Linked DNA regions of Rattus norvegicus: region 1 is linked to region 2. The links are chromatin contacts, called in public Hi-C maps. All regions are on one chromosome and are shown on one strand. The core of a region is the stretch at or near the end of the contact, and the rest is flanking DNA. Distances in the headings are between cores, read along the strand shown. Region 1 has its middle 190 kb from the start of Thumpd2. Region 2 has its middle 14 kb from the start of Slc8a1.

Region 1 (4,165 bases), core at 133-2,632, 480 kb before region 2:
ATTTTATTGAAAATTTCTAAAGGACAAACAAGTCTCCCCTGTTCCCCAACGGCCTACTTCTGCTGTTGTCTCAGGATGATTCTGCCAGTGCAGATAGAATCATGGGTAGGTAGGAAACTCTGGCCACTGAGCTATGTTTGGTCCTGATTTCCTCTATGAAATGACAGAACCATAAATGATTCTGGACCACAGAATGACAATCAGGCGCCTTTGAATTGATTACCTTGTTTTCACCTAAGACTGGAGTTTCAAATGTTGGGCTCTGCCTGCACAGAGGGCTTGGGTACTTGGTGATCTGTGTGGGGAGCAGGCAGATGCTGTGGGGGGGTATAAGATTCAATCTCTCAGCTTTGTGATGGCTTTGTTGCTTACTCTAGAAACATGATGGGAAAATGCCCATCTCATAAGCATTGAAAGCAATATACACAATCCCTGGTATATAATAGAAGTAGGAATAGGACCTCGGAAAGTGATTAGCAGAGTGTATAATAAGGCTTGCATAAATTATGTCTATCATTAGGTGTAAATTGAAGCAGTTCATTCATGCCCAAGAAAGTCATTGAAAGATAAAATGTGGAAAATATGAAAAATGTGAATTTTGGCAGATTTCTCTTGCACATTTTATTTGCTATAACAACAACAACAACAACAACAACAACGACAACGACAACGACAACGACAACGACAAGGACAGCAATAACAACAGGGCCGTTTTGTGAAGTTGTTTTTGGTGAGAATGCTGGGAATAGAGCACTTGGAAAGCCAGGTATTTGTTATGGCCACTAGAGGGCAGCGTTGGCATTAGAATAAAGGATGATTCCTCATCTTCCTCTGAAACGCAGACTATTGCAGAATTACGATATATAAAATGACTTGACGCAGTGGTTTTGTATTACGGAAGATACTACACGCTCGGGATGGGACCCTACTGTGTTACTGGCAACATGCATTTTGAAAAGAACCCTTAGGACTGGTGGCTGGAATTGTGGGATGGATATTTCAGGTCCCAAACCCTCTGGCTTTTGGGGGATTAAAAAGGATTTTTGCTTTTCCACTTCAGTCCTACTTCACTTTCCATTGAAAATTACTGGGATCTGACGTTTCCCAACGCAAACGCCTTTTCCTTCACACAGGTTAGCTTTTCACTCGACATGCTCCGGAGCACTGTCACAGAGTTCACCCGGGTTATCATCTTTGTTCCCATGCTGTGGGGTACCTGGGGATGCTGTCCTTGTGGCCTTTAATATATACAGCAACATAAAGTCCTCGCGTGGTTTGAATCACTCTCCGGCTTTGTTGGTGGCGCTGGGACTGAGTTGTGCCTGCAACCACTCAACTGACCGAGTCCAGGCTCAGCAGGATGAGCTACGTACGTACCTTACGTGTGCAGTTCCCCTTCTGGACTCTTCATCCACTAGGCTGCTTCTAGCATACCCCGCCCAGACCTTCAGACTAGAGCGGTATCCAGGAAACGATACTGAAGATCATTCCAAGAAAGAAATATTTTCGTGTAAGGTTTTATTCATGATAGCTTGTGGAGAATGTTACTTTATTTTTAAACTGGAGATTGTGTTTCTCAGAATTAAAGCTTGTCAGGAAGTTGCAAGTAATACTGAAGAGGACGTCCATGGATCCTCTACCCAGCTCATTACAAGAGCAACAGCATGGGAAACTGAAGTCCCATACCTTGACAGGGATGCTGCTCCAGATGCTGTCAACCCGCAGAGTATTGCTACCACCTTCCTGAGGTCCTTGGTAGCCTTCGCCGTCCTTACTTGCTTTCTGACAGTTACTCCTCTGCTTGGTAGTTGTTTTGTTTTGTTTTGTTTTCCCCATGTTTGCGAATTAAGTGATAGCAGCCAAGTAGAGTGGTGACGTTGGGGAGTTTCACCATAGTCTTCTGGATATTATCTCCAGGTTGTGACGTCTACCAATTGTTCACTCCTTTTTATTACTAGGTAACATTTGCCGGGATAGATTTAGTTGTCCCCTTCTTGAAAGACTTCTGGGGTATTTTCAGGTTGGGCTGCTATGAATGAACATTTATGCCAAGATGCTGTGCATTGCGGGTTTGCACTTCTGTGGAATGCAGCTTCCCAGGTGGTGACTGAGTTATATGTTTGTTCATGTTTTGATGTCAGAGAAAACAAAGCTACCTTCTCAGCACACTGCACCCCGTTCTCCTATTCCATGAGCAATGCACGGCTGAACCAGTTTCTTGGTAAGATTTTGGTGTTCAGTGGTGCCATTATCTTTTACTTCAATTACTCTGATAAATGTGTTCAGAGTTATCAGGTGAAATCAACTGTGGGTTTATTTGAATCCCTTTTTTATTTTCACATATATATACACACATATACATACATATATACATTATATATATATATAAATATACACAGAACATCATTTTCATATATATGGAACATCATTTTGTGCATATTTGACAACTTTCTATACTTTAAAAAATCTCTTCATGTTTTATCCATTTTTAATTGGATATTTTACTTATTTACATTTCAAATGTTATCCTATTTCCAGGTTTCCCCTCTGCAAACCACCTACTCCATCCCCCTTACCCTGCTTCTATGAGGGTACTCTTGGGTATTTTGAGCTTTTTGCCTAATATCCACTTACCAGTGAGGACATACTATGTGTGTTCTTTTGTGACCGAATTACCTTACACAAGATGATATTTTCTAGTTCCATCCATTTGCCTGTGAATTTCATGAAGTCATTGTTTTTGATAGCTGAGTAGTATTCCATTGTGTAGATATACCACATTTTATGTATCTATTCTTCTGTTGAAGGGCATCTGGGTTCTTTCCAGCTTCTGGTTATTATAAATAAGGCTGCTATGAACATAGTGGAGCATGTGTCTTTGTTATATGTTGGGGCATCTTTTGGGTATATGCACAGGAGAGGTATAGCTGGGTCCTCAGGTAGTACTATGTCTAATTTTCTGAAGAACAGCTGGACTATTTTCCAGAGTGGTTGTACCAGCTTGCAGTCCTACCAAAAGTGGAGGAGTGTTCCTCTTTCTCCACATCCTCACCAGCATCTTTTGTCACTTGAGGTTTTGAACTTAAGCCATTCTGACTGGTGTGAGGTGCAATCTCAGGGTTGTTTTGATTTGCATTTCCCTGATGACTAAGAATGTTGAACATTTTTTTAGGTGCTTCTCGACCATTTGATATTCCTCAGTTGAGAATTCTTTGTTTAGCTCTGTACCCCCATTTTAATAGGGTTATTTGTTTTTCTGGAGTCTAACTTCTTGAGTTCTTTGCATATATTGGATATTAGCTCTCTATCGGATTTAAGATTGGTAAAAATCTTTTCCCAATCTGTTGGTTGCCATTTTGTCCTATTGAGAGTGCCTTACAGAAGCTTTGCAATTTGATGAGGTCCCAATGGCTGATTGTTGTTCTGAAAGCATAAGCCATTGGTGTTCTGTTCAGGAAAATTTCCCTTTACCCATGTGTTCCAGGCTCTTCCCCACTTTCTCTTCTATTAGTTTGAGTGTATCTGGTTTTATGTGGAGGTCCTTGATCCACTTGGACTTCAACTTTGTACATGGAGATTAGAATGGATCGATTTGCATTCTTCTACATGCTGACCATCATTTGAACAAGCACCATTTGTTGAAAATGCTGTTTTCCTCCCCTACAGGATGGTTTTAGCTCCTTTGTTAAAGATCAAGTGATCATAGGTGTATGGGTTCATTTCTGGTTCTTCAGTTATATTCCATTTATCTACCTGCCAATGTCTGCATCAATATCATGCAGTTTTTCTCACTGTTGCTGTGTAATACGCTTGAGGTCATGGATGTTGATTCCCCTAGAAGTTCTTTTATTGTTGAGGATGATTTTCACTATCCTAGAGTTTTTTGTTATTCCAGATGAAATTGCAGATTGCTCTTTCTAATTCTATGAAGAGTTGATTTGGAATTTTGATGGGGATTGCATTGAATCTGTAGATTGTTTTTGCAAGATAGCCATTTTACTATATTAATCCTGCTAATCCATGAGCATGGGAGATTTTTCCATCTTCTGGAATCTTCTTCTATTTCTTTTTTCAGAGACTTGACGTTCTTGTCATACAGATCTTTCACTTGCTTGGTTAGAGTCACACTGAGGTATTTTGTATTATCTGTGACTGCTGTGAAGGG
Region 2 (4,059 bases), core at 374-2,873:
ATGCCACGTCTAATGAAGTCTACAAAGCAAGTGTCACTTTGGGAGCAGAATAAGCAACCCAATGACCTAAACATGTTACTAGGCTTGGGTGCTCTACGGTAAGGAATGAACACAACCAGAGAGAGGCCCTATGTCCTGTGTGTTAATGAGGAGTGCAGAAGAGAAAGCCTTCAACAGTAGATGACAAAAACCACCAAGAGTGTACCAAGGAACGTCTAGTGTAGCATTACACCTACAATCCCAGAAATCTAGAGTCACAGGTAGGAGACTTCAAAGCCCACTTGGGCTCCGAAGTGAGAATTTATCTCTAAAACCAAATAAAAAGCAAAACAAAAAGTATGTTGACTAGTGGTCTACCGTTTCTCCTTGCCTCTGGCCATTGCAGCCTCTGTCTTTCAAGGCTATGCTGTGACACCATAATGAATATCACCTTCCAGCGCAAAATGCATTTGGGAAATGCCGAAAGCTACTATTGATGCTAACTATGTAGTGCGTGTACATGGTCCTGACTGGGTGCAGGGCAGCTCAAGGGCTGTGGAGATGCTCGTAACATTTTTCTGTGGTTGTCCTTGTCATAACATTCCTAGAGCATGCTTCACTTGGTCAAAATGACTAGGATTATTGGTTTTCTAAATCCCTTTACCTGTTTGTAATGACCCCAAAGCCCCTTTCCTCTCCTGGAGGAGGTCACGGGGCCAAGCTTCTCCTTCCTCTGCAGTTCAGATCCTATCTTGCTCAACCAGGCTATTTCATCTATGAGTGTTCTAGATCACGACAGGAAGAACTGAATCCCGGAGTGGCTTCTGTACCTTCTTTTATTCACCCACAGCCAAGTCATTCAACTGCACCTTGCACCAGTCTTCACCTTTAAATGCTTCTTTTGCTTCTTTGCTGAACATCAAATAGGAATACACACACACGCACGCACGCACGCACGCACGCACACACACACACCCATGCACATACACATGCACACACACATGCATACGTACACATACACAGGCACACTCACGTGCACACACACACACACACACACACACACACACACACAAACATACCAGCTTGTCTAGATAATGACATGACAAGTGTTCACCAAATGTGCAATGACTTGCCTTTCCAGGGTCTTTCACACAACCTGAATGCTCAGTCCATGCCACGGTTGGGTTAGTATAAGGTGCTGAATCACTGGTTGCTTTGCTGTTTTGACTTGACCTCACATTAGACTCAACAAAGAAGTTATTATTTGAACTTGGTTTGCAATGGTGTGGAATCTGCACCGTGATTGCTCCATCTTTTAAGTGGCTTCCGACATACACATTAATTCTCCAAGATTTCTTGACTGTGCAGGGAACCGGTTTATCTGACTTGGCATCGAGCTGCTGTTGTCTAGGTGATCGGCGAAAATGCCACAAAATGTTACAGTACAGCACCTTCAGGAATTTGAGACTTGTCGGTCTGCTCTGGAGAAAATACCTCGCCCATTTCTCAGAAGATTTACAAAAGCTAACTTTTCCAGAAAAGAATCGGGGTTTGCTTCAGAGTAAGAACCTCAGTACAGGAATCCGTGTTTGTCTGCTTCTTGCTACTCTCCAGTTAGTGACCTCTTCTTTAGAAGCTCTGCTCCCAGGCCCTCACGCTTCCCTGTCAGAACAGTCTCCGGAGGGCATTCACAGGGCAGAAACTCGGTTTTAACTCTTCCACTTCCTCTTTGTCTTGCTGTATCACAGGTTCTCAGGACTCTCTGCAAGCTGATCGCATGAGAGATTTCAACTTCACAGATCAACATATACCTAATGGCTTGTGCAGACTCACATATAGTACCCCTTTGCTGAGCAATACCTCTGTGTTTTGTTAAGGATTTGGTCAGAATTCCTTCACTCAAATGAGTAACTCTCATACTAATGGTTTCACATTCTATGTTGGTCAATGGATCAATGCTTTGTTTTTCCAGACTCAAATGACTTATTATAAATGATGCCTTAGCTCTCTGCCACAGAAATAGTTTCCTTGCTTCACTTGTCAGTCAGGATATTCCCTTCCTTCTTTGAAAACTGAGTAGGAAGTGAGGATGTGTGTTATCTAAACATTTTTCTACCTTGCCACATTCTGGACTAGAAGGACCAAGAACTGAGGGACCAAAGGACAGGTGCAAATGCGAGTGCAAAGCAGTCAGAGTCCAAACAGAGTTGCCATGGAAGAGAGCAGTGAGCTCTATTGATTCAAGCCACTCTCTGCTTAAGTTCTAAGCTCCTCCATGAACGCATAGCCGTAAGCACTTACCCAGGAAGTGGGCTGTCTGAGTTGCACACAACTACTCCATGGTTAGTTTAAAGTTTCAACACGATGCACATGCACACATGAGAGGCTAGAGGTGCAGGAAAGAGAGAGGAAGAATGGAGAAGGGGGAAGAGAGCAATGGCTGGGCGGGGGGAGAAAAGGAGGGAGGGAGGGAGAGGGAAAGGGAGAGGAAGAGAGAGAGAGAGAGAGAGAGAGAGAGAGAGAGAGAGAGAGAGAATGGAAAATAATCCTACTGCATTTAATGAGGCCCCACTGGACTAGTCCTGAGTTTAAATCAAAATCCCTAAGGCAAAAGCTGAACGCTCACATTTCCCCGAGTCTGGTCTATCCCAATGGACGGAAAACACCTGACATCTACTTCCCCTACATTTAAGAGACATCTCCCGGGAGCCAGAACCATTTTGTTCAGAGGGGAGAGTGGGAACGGGGAGTGCTGTAACCCACTGGCCTGGTTAGCCTTAGTCCTACTGATAATGAGAGCTGGAGAGGCAGACAGTTAAAGGAGCAGAGGGAAACCAGACAGCACCCTGCAATCTAGAGAAAGTCAGGGAAGATACTTGCCACAAGAGGGAGCAGTAGAATTTGGATGGATAGGAGGTTACTGGATAAATGTTCTTACTGGGGCAAGTACCTCATCCTGAGTTTACAGTAGACATTGGATCACAACGTGTGGGTGGTACCGGATGATGGTGAAGCACGGCGAAGCACAAGACACACGCCCCTAAGTGGTGGAGAGTGGCACATGGACCACTCAATTTTTAACAAAAGCAACAATTGAAAGAAACATATATACAACAGCTCAAGGATACGAAATGTGTAACCTGATGTAACAGCTTCTTCTCTAAATGTTTCCACCCCAGTTTGGTCTTTGCTGAGACCTGTTCTTGCTTCTTGCCTGCATAGCATTACCTAGAGCATCCAGGAGAAAAGACTGGCCTCGCTGAATGGCAGCAGTGAAAATGACACACTTAAGTCGAAAACTATGACAGCCACAGTCACAAACAGAGTACTTTCTTCACACTGCTGTGTCTTTTTTTTTAAATTCTATCCATCCCCTTTTTAAAGGAGGAATGCAATTTATAGAAACTGCAGAGTTCTTCTCGTCATTTATTCGGTCCAAGACACAGATTAAGTACTAAGAGGGAAGGAACCATGCGTTTACTTTGCAAGATAAATAAAAGTCTATTTTTGTCGATAAAAAAACATGTTAAATATAGCTCGCTAGCAAAGGCCGACACTCTCCTCAATGTATTTTATTGTTTCAAAGCACATTGAGCTTGAAGGAGCAACTGTGGTAGTTCCTGCACCACTGTCCTCGGGGTCTCCCTCACCTTCCTTTCTTATTTTTATTTAGAGTTACAGCACTCACAGCATTGTACTCTTTCCTTCCCCATCATAGTCAACAGAATTTCCAGCTACCTCTTAACCTAAACCCAAGTTGATACAAGGGAAAATCACACAAGCAGTGAGGTCTGCAGACAGATAAAGGAGCCTGAAGCACGGCCTATCTGTGCCTTTAGTTCACTACTTTTCTTCCCAGCCCTGGCAAGCAGTACCCAAGACAAGAGTAGAGAAGGCTAAATCATCCGGAGGACACCTAACATCCTTTGCTACCTCTGGCCAGCTCCGCAGTGAATGATAGTTTATCAGGGTTCATCTTTTTTCATTTTTTTCTCTCACTCTTTTTTCTAGAAACTAAATTCATTTTTTTAAAAATAAGACACAACAGCCATTTTGAAAGGGTGGGGGGAGATCAGGCTT

What was found. A called contact is a pair of places that touch in the nucleus more often than the background predicts.
Region 1: a contact with region 2 is called in a Hi-C map of Schwann cells, with 5 times the contacts expected there. The contact joins two enhancer-like sites. A contact is called at or near these places in 6 of 12 Hi-C or Micro-C datasets (the A7r5 cell line, the Rat2 cell line, Schwann cells and 3 more).

The regions. Positions count from the first base shown.
Region 1 is chr6:19,487,393-19,491,557 of GRCr8, reverse strand. No RefSeq gene overlaps it. Among named protein-coding and RNA genes, the nearest start is that of Thumpd2, 190 kb to the left of the region's middle. Within about 2 kb of position 1,382, at least 14 of the 93 cell types and tissues checked have an H3K27ac peak or open chromatin away from gene starts, as enhancers often do.
Region 2 is chr6:19,007,030-19,011,088 of GRCr8, reverse strand. It overlaps a transcript of Slc8a1 not described here. Among named protein-coding and RNA genes, the nearest start is that of Slc8a1, 14 kb to the left of the region's middle. Within about 2 kb of position 1,623, at least 5 of the 93 cell types and tissues checked have an H3K27ac peak or open chromatin away from gene starts, as enhancers often do.